2 separate regions of the Oryctolagus cuniculus genome follow, and region 2 is linked to region 1. Evidence: chromatin contacts called from public Micro-C data. All regions are on one chromosome and are shown on one strand. Each heading gives the region's core, a stretch centred on a gene start, on an enhancer-like site or on the middle of the called end of the contact. The rest is flanking DNA. Distances are from core to core; before and after follow the strand shown.

Region 1 (4,803 bases), core at 1,357-3,856:
AAAATAAAACCAATCCCCCCAACCAAAAGCTTCACTGCTGAGCTTGAGTGAAGATTAATGTGCAAGAACAAATACGTAATTTAGAATAACTGTCCTACGCTCCCCACATTAGATTCCCATTTAGACCACGCCGTCCCACGCTGATCCAAACAACCCTTCATTTCCAACTGGTTAGAGTTACAAATTAACTCCACTTCCTTCAGCTATTAAGTCTGCTAGGTAAGACTTCTTTGAAGTAGAGACAGCAATGGTTCATCTCAGTGACCAAATCTCTGTAGAAGGAAACCATTTTAAAGTAAAATTATTCTTGCCTAGCTTTAAAATGAGAATTGTATAAATAAAGAGACTGGCTAAATAATCAAGCATTGAAGTTAAGAAAAAAAAAAGGTGACTCATATCCTGTAAGAGCTTCGAAGGCATGGAAATCCTCCTCAGCAGAATTTTTAAACACCATATTTTAAACAGCACAACAAGATGAAGCCCTAACCCATGAACATAAAATAGTTGAAGTTCCTACTTCTATGCTTCTTTAATAATATGTAAATGCTCTTCCGTTTAGAAATAAAGTTCAAAAAACGGACAAGATCCACAGTAACTTCCTTCAATGCACTGAGCCCTCACAGGAGCTAAAGTCGTAACTGCCCGGCAGGCTTGATCAGCCAGTCCCGGAGTTTGCTTCAGAGCTGGGGCTCCAAACACTTAACTTTCCCAAGGTCGTAAACCCAAGAGCAGAGTGGAATGTGAACTCAGGTGTCTGTGGTTCCAAAACCCTGTGCTCTCAATGTTACAAGGATGGTCTAATTCCTGAAACCAGGATGGCTAATATTCTGGGGTTGTTTTTTTCCCCAACATTCCAGTTCCAAACCAATCAGGAGAAAAACCCTGAGAGTCTACCTTGCTCTAAAGTACTTCAAAGGTAGCTAACTGCCCATGACATTGTAAAGGATTTGAAAAACAAACAAAAACCTGCCTTTAATGACTAAACCCAAAAGGCTCCAGGGACTGAAGTAACTTCCCATCAATTCCGACGCCTTCTGCAAAAAGTACACAAACTAATGCAGGTCTCCTTTTCGTCTCTGTAAAGTGAACCGAGTGCCTTTTTCACTGTAATGACTTTCCAACACGGAGGTCGTAGACATCGAAGGTACCCAGCCTATACTCACCCTATACATAGAATATTCCACCTCGGAGGACTAAGGTAAGAGCATATTATCACCGAGATTTGCAAAAGTATTGGTAAAGCAAAGCAATGGTTCCTGCTTCCTTCGGTCAATCATTCTAAGCAACCAATGGCAAAGTCAGAAACAGTCACCGTGCTCACCACTCTTTCAACTCCGCCTCCACGGTAAAGCTTTAATAGCAATGGCTTCTTCCTCCCCGTAATGATCTTTGTTCAGCTCACTACTGATGGCTGCCCTCACTCAGGAGGGAGGACTACCAGAGCCGAGCGCAGCCACTGAACAAAAAGCATTTACTGGACTCGTCTCTTACGGAGAACTGAGCCCTTCACCTTCGCTGATTAAAAAACAAAAACTCTGGATTCTCCCCGACTCCTCTCGCCTCTCCCCACGCTCCAATTACGTACTGTCCAAGGGCACACACGTTCCCCTCTCTGATCACCACGGTTTAAATGGACCCGAAGAGCACACAAGTCCCCTCTCCCTCCTTTTGGGAAAGGTAGGCGGCCCACTAGGGCTCTTCCCTTCCTGTTGGATCCTCCCAGGGTTGCAGCAGGAAGCAACCAGTCCACAGTGATAAAGCAGGCTAGTATTTGTGCAGCGCGCAACCTTTCCTGCTCAGGAACTGGGCCTTCAGGTCTGGCCGGGATAACAGCCACCACCCATCCGCAACCCCTTCCCGCGAGCCGCGTACCGAGTGATCCCGGGTTGGCTGCAGCTGGGTCGGAAGAGGAGTTAAAAAAAAAAAAAAAAAAGGCTAGGTGGGAAGTCCCCGCCGGTCGGGCCACTGCGACAAGTGCACGCAGGGGTGATGGACAAGCCCCCCGGCCCTCGGCACAGAGTTCCCAACTCGGGGGTGGGCGGCGGCCGGCCCGTGAAGGCTGCGCGGCGGGTGGGGTGGGGTGGGGGCCCGAGCCGGGGAGCGGGGGGCGGCCGCCCGAGGGGAGGGGCGACGAGAAAGGCTCGCGCGGGGGAAGGGGACACGCAGGGAAAAGCCCCGCGGTGGGAGCCTGAGCCGAAGGGCAGGCCCAGGGAGCGGCCCGGGGCCTGTCACCAAGGCCGGGAGGGGATGGAGCCGGCCCGGGCTGATGCTGCGAGGGAGAGGTCGCGGGCGGGAGGGGCGCGGGGCCGCGGTGGGGGAGGACACGCGCGCACACACGCGCGCACACACGCACACAGCGAGGGGCGCCGAGGCCTGGCGGGAGGCGGCCGTGGGGACGCCGGTGCGAGCGGCCGTGGGAAGCTCCGTGCGGGGACGGCCGGACGACCCGCAAGGAAAGGAAGGGCTGAGGCAGGCCCATTTTGGGGCTGGGGCAGCCCGCACGCGGGTCCCCCGGGAGTGTCCCGAGCCCCCCGAGGGCGGACAGGGCCGGGGGCCACGGCCTCACCTTTGAAGAGGTAGTCGTACTCGTCGTCGCGGGTGCCCATGGCGCGGCCGAGAGGCGAAGGGGCGGGAGCAGCGGCGGCTTCGGTGGGACCAGGGGGCGTCGCTGCAGGGGTAACCCGAGCGCGGAGCCTCAGCTGCCGGACCGGCTGGAGAGCCCCGCCCTGCCGCTGCGCCACTTCCGGCAGGCCCCAGCCCCTGAGGGAAGTACTTCCGGGGAGGTGGCGTCCCGCCCCCAGCCGGGGACGGGCGGTGCGTCGGCGCCCGCTGTAGCGTCAGTCCTCAAGTCTCACCCTCCGAAAGAGTTTCAGAGGACGAAACCCTGAGTCCCGGCTTCCCAGCTGGTGCCAGTCGTAGTGGCCTCTTGTTCATTTCTGGCACCGCCCAGCCGGGCAGCGGGGCGCGGGAGCGCGTGGAACCCGCTTCTGATGGTTGGGTGTGCGATGGGGGCGGGGTTCTCTAAGGATTAGAGGGCCGGAGCCGGCAGCACACGCGTGGCGGTTCCATGGTGTAATGGTTAGCACTCTGGACTCTGAATCCAGCGATCCGAGTTCAAATCTCGGTGGAACCTGCTCAGCTTGCTTTTTCTTTTTCCTCCCCGAAGTCACATTTTTATTTACTTCACTTATTTGCATTTCAACAAATGTGACATACTGGGTCTTGCCTTTGGTAGGGTGAGAATTAGAAAAAGTAAAATATAATATTCGCCTACGAAGACCTCTGCCCCCTGGGGTGCTCGTCCTTGGCCTCTTCGCCCTCTATAGCGTGGACCCTCTGCCTCCAGCTTTGATTCAGAAGCTTCAGTGAAACTGAATTCCTCTTGCTGGAATTGCCCGTCCTCAGCCTCAGTCAGTACAGGATCCCCTCACCCGCTCCTCCCTGGAAATGTGTCGGATGCTCTCCATACATTGCCACCGTCCTCATCAACAGTCATCAGGAAAGAGTCCCATCTGGTGGCCGCCTACGTCCTCACCGGACAGGCAGAGCACGGGCTGCCCCTTGTCCTTTGACCCGAGTGATCCGCAGAGCTTCCTGGTATTTGGAGAATTCTGTGAATGCCAAAGAAAAGCCTCACAGACAAAGCCTCCCCCGCCCCTTAGTATCACAGTCCCACCGCCTGTGTGCAAACTCAGTTTACACTCTGGTCCAAAAGTGTCTGTGAACTATGACCCCACCCCCTATTGCCACCCCCACTCCCTGCTCCCCCACAGAATGCCCACCGCTGACACCTTGAGTTTCGCCCAGTGAGACCAGCATTCAAAAGTTTGTGATCATTGGTTAGGGCAGGAATAAAAATAAAATCGGGGGCCAGTCTTGTGGCGGGGCTAAGCCGCTGCCTGGGGCACCAGCATCCCATGTCTGAGTGCCAGTTGTAGTCCTGACTGCTCTGCCTCCGATCCAGCTCCCTGCTGTGAACGTAGGAAATCAGCAGGAGACAGCCCAAGAGCATGGGCTCCTGCCACCCTCATGAGCGACCCCAATAGCATGATGGAAGGTCTGTGTGTGTGTCTTCCTGTCATTTTGACTTTCAAATAAATAAAATATTTTTTTGGCGGCAGCTTTACCTGCTGCACCACAGCGCTGGCCCCATAAAATCTTTTTTTTTAGAAAAAACTAATACAGTGCTCTTTTCCATGCTTTCTCTGCCCAAATAAAGCGATAGGTGGTTTATCTAAGGTCCCGGATGCTACCTTGCACAGGTGGTGAGCGTACAAGCTGGGGGAGATGCAAGATTCTAGTATTACTCAAGAGGCAGCTATTTGCAGAACACCTATTCTGAACTGTTACATATTCATCAGACAGCCCTGGTGCCAGCCGGATTACGTAGACAAGAGCGGCCCAAGGAAGGCGGCTTAGTTCATTTCCTGTTGCCACAGCAGAGTACCTGCAACTGGCTAATTTAACAAGAAAAGATTTGGCTCGTGGTTTGGGAGGCTGGGAAGCCCAAGGGAGCGGTAGCAGCTTCCGGCAGGGCCTTGTGTTGCGTCCTTAGTAGAAAAGCAGGAGGGCAAGTGGGCAGGTGCAAACACCAGCAGCCACCTCACTTCCTAACACTCACTCTTGTAAGAATGAAGCCCCTACCTGGAGAAAGGCATTAATCCCACTTAATGGCCTAATCACCTCCTAAGAGCCCCACCTCCCACCCCTACCACTGTGGCAATCCAGTTTCAACTCAGGGACAAACCACATGGAAACCATAATGGAGACTGTCAGGAAGAAGAGTCTAGAAGGATGAACTAA
Region 2 (4,803 bases), core at 1,322-3,821, 42 kb before region 1:
ATGGAAAGGGCACGGGGACCTACAGGCCTTTTAGAAGAGTGAAACTTGAGGGAAAACTTGGGCCTGCTTCTGCTCTCCTAGCAGTGTGTGGGTGGCAGGCAGCTGGGAGTAGACGCCTATAAAGTCAGCTTGGGAACGAGGTGGGGAGGCGCGGGGAAGTAACGAGGGGGCAGTGGGCCGGGCCTCAGCGTGAGAGGCCCAGTGAGTCAAGGAGGCGGCAGCCTGTATCTCACTAAGCTCTCGCTGCACACCGGGCCTGGCACCCGTCCTCAGTTAAAAGCTGAGGGGAAAAGTGACTCTGAGTCCAAGTCATTGCTGTGCCAGACGAATGCAGCAGAGAGCCTGACCTTGGTCCCTGGAGCTTACGTCCTGCCTCTGGCCGGGGCTCGGGACTATGCACCACAGGAGCTGCAGGAAAAAACTGACAGCCAAACACAAGAAAGAAATCCTTGGAGCTGAAACACGCTGGTGACGCTTTTCAAAGATAACTCAGTTATGCACACATGGCCCACCCCCAACAGGGGTGCCTTCAAACACTGGCTGTGGCCGGGAAGGACTGCTCACCTGTAAACGGGCTGGCACTACGGCTGTGACACCAGCATTGAGTCCTGGCTGCTCCACGTCACACCCAGCTCCCTGCTACTGAGCCTGGGAAACCAGCAGAAGGTGGCATGGGTACTTGGGCCCCCGCCACCCGGAGACCCAGATGTAGTCCTAGGTTCTTGGCTTCAGCCTGACTATTGCCATTTGGGAGGTGAACCAGTGGATGGAAAATCTCTGTCCCTCTCTCTCTCACTCTGCCTTTCCAATAAAAAGACTAATCAACAAACTCAGCCCTCTGACACCCCTCAGCTGAGCCTCAGATACAGAAGAGACAGGACCAGAGCTGAGAGGGGAGAAACCCATCCCAGAATTCACCAGCACAGGGGTTGGGAGGACCCTCTCCCCTCAAGCCAAGAACTGGTTTGCTTCATTCCTTCTTCTGTACCTTTAGGAGCCTGGAACTTCACCTCCAGCAGCTGCAGGTGGCATCAGCATCACCTTGTATTACCTCCTGAGAGACATTCCTGTCGGGTGAAGGTTAAGGGGAAGGCGTGCTGAATGTGCCAGGGGGCGCTGTGGCTCACCTCAAAACCATGAGCCTTTCCAGAATTTCTGTGTCCAAAATGATTTAGGGTCAATTAGACCCAGAGGAATTTTCCAGCAATAAACAACTATTTTCTTGGTAAAGGAGGAAGGGGAAAAAAGCCAGAGAAAAAGAGGAACACAAGCAGTATAAGTACACTCACCCCATTTTTCCTTTTTTTGCAGGTGTTTGTGGAATGGACAGACGTCAGAACACATATATTATGGACAAAGGATTCAAAGGTAGAGTATCCACCTAATCTGATATCCTGCTACAAGAGGGCTTAGCAAGATAGAGTGCAGATCTGAAATATCTGAAATGGCCAATTCCCAGGAGAAGCCACATGCATGTGCGGGCACACGCTTGCTCTTGCGTGCACTTGCTCTCTCTCACACACACACAGTTAAAAGATCACAGGAACTGGGGCTGCTGGGTAGCGCTGCCCAGGAGAAGCAATCATCATCATCATCATCATAAATTTATCTTTCAACTTCAGTTGCACCTGCTTAGCAAATGCTTGTGGGTTTTTTATAGATGCCAACTAAATGCCTTCGGAAATGTAGAACATCATTATCCAACCAATTAGTAGGAGTTAAATTGATTATAAAATCTGAAATAAAGTCAATCTACCTGCCCCAGAGGCCTCCTGTTGTTGCACTGGCGAGGAACACCACCCTGCACCTGCTGCTTTTCTGGGGCACGAGGAAGGAGAATGCTACCCAGTGTTAACACTGTATGGCATCCACCCTCAAGAGAGCTCTGTCCTGAGAGCAGAGGAGCCAGGACAAATCCCTCCCCTATGGGAGCTGCAAGTCGGATCACCCCTGTAGGAAGTCTACAGGTGACACCAACAATGAAAGGGCAGGTCCTGCCCCTGGCTTAGGCCCCAGGTTTAACTGTCAGAACTTATAAAATATGGAACTCTGGAATTCTGTCACTTATTAATGTGACCCTAGACTATGAGCTCTCCAGGGCTGTTTCCTCACGGTTGGGATAATTATGCCTGTCCTACTGTCTAATGCCTGTCCTGTTGTCTAACAAGGTTATCACGAGAATCCAATAAAATCAGAGATGGGAATCAGTTTCTGCATATTGTAGAGGTTGTACTAATGTAATGGGGCTGTCCTTTTGTCTGAGGTCTATTTACGAGGCTTGGCTAAACTCTGAAAGAGACGACACCAGAGGTCCAAGCGGCTATCCTTAATCTAGTGCATCAGTATCACCTGGAAAGCTCAGTGAACCTGCAGGTGCCCATATCCAGTTTCCTCAGGATTCTGATACAGTAGATCCCGAACAAGGCCCTGGAATCGGCATCTGTGAGGAATACCTCAGGGGATCCTCATGCGGTCATTACCAACTACAAACTATCATTTAGAAAACACTGGTCTAGACTGACCTGGATTTCCCTGATGACTGTTCTGGTCTGCCAGACTTTTTTTTTTTTTTTAAAGGTTTATGCATTTATTTATCTGAAAGGTGGAGTGTCAGAGACACAATCCAAATGGTTACAACTGGCTGGGCTGGGATGCAACCAGGAGCCAGGAATTCCATCAGGTCTACCATGTGAGTGGCAGGGGCCCAAGCACTTGGGCCATCATCTGCTGTCTTCCCAGGCACATTAACAGCAAGCTGGACTGGAAAGCAGAACAGGCAGGACTGGAAACAGCTGTCTGATAGGGAGGCTGGCATTGCAAGCTGCTGCAACGCCTGCTCAGACCTAACCTTAGATACACCTAACCGAGACACAACCATTTCCTGGATACCTATTAGAAGTGGGGTAAGCAATGGGAGGAGGGTGGTGGAGGTACTGTGTTCTGAGCAAGAGCAGGGTGACTCGCCATCAGCCTGTGTTAGGGTATGCAAATCATAAGGGACCCGGGCTAGGAGGTCATCCTCGGGCTCTCGCCAGCCCGTGGACACCACTTCCCCTGGAGAAGTCTTCTGGCAACTGTCCATGAGTTTTGCCTTGAACATCCAAATGGAAGGCAAGCACAATTTCAGTGAGTGAGACTGAAAACAGCCAGGACAGTGCCACCATTTCATCGCCGTGACCTAGTTTCTTTCTCATCAGGCACTGGAAACTGGGCAGAAAGATCTCCAGGGCCTTTGCAGCTCTGAGATTCTGTATGACTCAAGCATAAATAAGCTTGGGCAGGCCCAGACGCCTCAACAGATGAGCAAACAACTTTCCTATGAACTCTGCCATCCTGTGCACTGTGAGTAAGGCAGCTACTTTCAGACTCAGAACCATAAATGTGGAACAAAGCTCAGGAGAGCAGTGCCTCGGCCTCAGCGGCATTTCAGCGCTGTTTTATGGGAGCTTATGTCTGAGCCTCTCGATGCAGAGGGCCTTAGCAGCCAGGCAGCAAAATCTTGTTTTGCCACTCTGGCTACGAGTGTCCTTTAAATTATTAGGAAAGAGAGCTGTGAAGAAGGCAAGTGTACCAAGTGCTGGGGACCAACACAGAACAAGAAAATTCAAAAAGAAGAAAATGATGTGTCACAGTTCAGAACTCAACAGAAAAACCACATAGAATAAATCCCACTAATTCACTAAACCTCCAAATAAACACTGAACAAACTAATTTGCACCATACATGAAATTACTGCCTTAAATTATTAGCGACCAAACAAATCAGAACCCCTAAGACAGGAGTCTAAAGGATTCTGTGAACTCAGTGGGGGAAAGTCCTGGCCTGGGAGTTAAGAGACTTGGGTTTTGGTCCTGGTTCTTGTTGTGTGGTCCTGAATAGGTCACAGTGCCATTTCCTGGGTTGTGGTGTCTTTCTCTTTAAAAGGTCAAGGTTGTATTAGCACCATCTCTAAGGCCGTCCGGCTCTGACATTCTGAAAGCCTCCATCTAATTCAGCCACAGCAGCTCTTGGCTGCTACTGCGGAGCTGCACCGCTGCACTGTCATCCTGGAAGCTGAGGCCACTTCCACTGTGCAGTGCCTTTCTTTCTCCCCGCTGCAACAAACTGCTTCCTGTTCCTCCTGTCTGTCAGGCATCCAGAGTGCTACAGAGGGCTTCTTTCCCCATTGTTCTTCCTCCCCTTCACAATCCTGGAATACTTGAGCCCACTACTGCTGCCACTTCCCCAACTATAAGCTCCTCTCCGTCAGCCTCCACGGCTCTCCTGGCAGGAACCTCGGGTTCTCAGGGAGCTGGATGACATCCTGAAAACCCCCTTTGCAGCCAGTGCTCTCCTTCTGACCCTGAGACCATGCCATCCCCGCCAGCAGGGAAGAGCAAAAAGGCCCTTTATTAACAGTAGTGCTGTGAGGTGCATGTCTGGTGCTGGGTTTTCCCCAACAGTTAAGGAAGCTGGGCCTTACATGGATGTTAACATGAACCTAAGAGGCCTGGATAATTTCAGGTCCTACTCACAAGGTGGCCTTGACAGTTACTTCCTTCCTGGATCTCCTTTCTTTCTAAGATGAAGAGGTTTGGTTTACTTCAGAAGCCCCTTCTGTCTGACGGAGAACTAGGTGAGGCTCGGGGCGGGGGGAGGGGAGGGCAAATGCCATGGCCATTTCTAGGAATAAGCCCTTGGCCCTGGCACTAATGACAGGCCTGGGAAGAGCGACTCCCCAAGGCTTGGGCAGCCTTAGTTGACGCTTCCCCTTTCTTCACAAAATGCGCTTCAGGGCAAGGACTGGGTGGGGCTGTAAAAGGA

Evidence for each region. Hi-C and Micro-C count contacts between places; a contact is called where the count stands out from the background.
Region 2: a contact with region 1 is called in a Micro-C map of ear pinna, with 4 times the contacts expected there. The contact joins the enhancer-like site here to the promoter of RAB11A in region 1. A contact is called at or near these places in 2 of 6 Hi-C or Micro-C datasets (ear pinna and an unstated tissue).

What each region holds. Positions count from the first base shown.
Region 1 is chr12:88,885,004-88,889,806 of mOryCun1.1, reverse strand. It overlaps RAB11A (RAB11A, member RAS oncogene family), which reads right to left and starts at 2,606. Exons shown (of 5, transcript NM_001082251.2): 1 at 2,567-2,606. The coding sequence starts at 2,606. TRNAQ-CUG (transfer RNA glutamine (anticodon CUG)) reads left to right here and starts at 3,062; the gene lies at 3,062-3,133.
Region 2 is chr12:88,926,734-88,931,536 of mOryCun1.1, reverse strand. It overlaps MEGF11 (multiple EGF like domains 11), which reads left to right. Exons shown (of 25, transcript XR_007910143.2): 24 at 1,312-1,368. Among named protein-coding and RNA genes, the nearest start is that of RAB11A, 42 kb to the right of the region's middle. Within about 2 kb of position 2,571, at least 2 of the 8 cell types and tissues checked have an H3K27ac peak or open chromatin away from gene starts, as enhancers often do. A contact at or near this core is called in ear pinna, where this site is marked.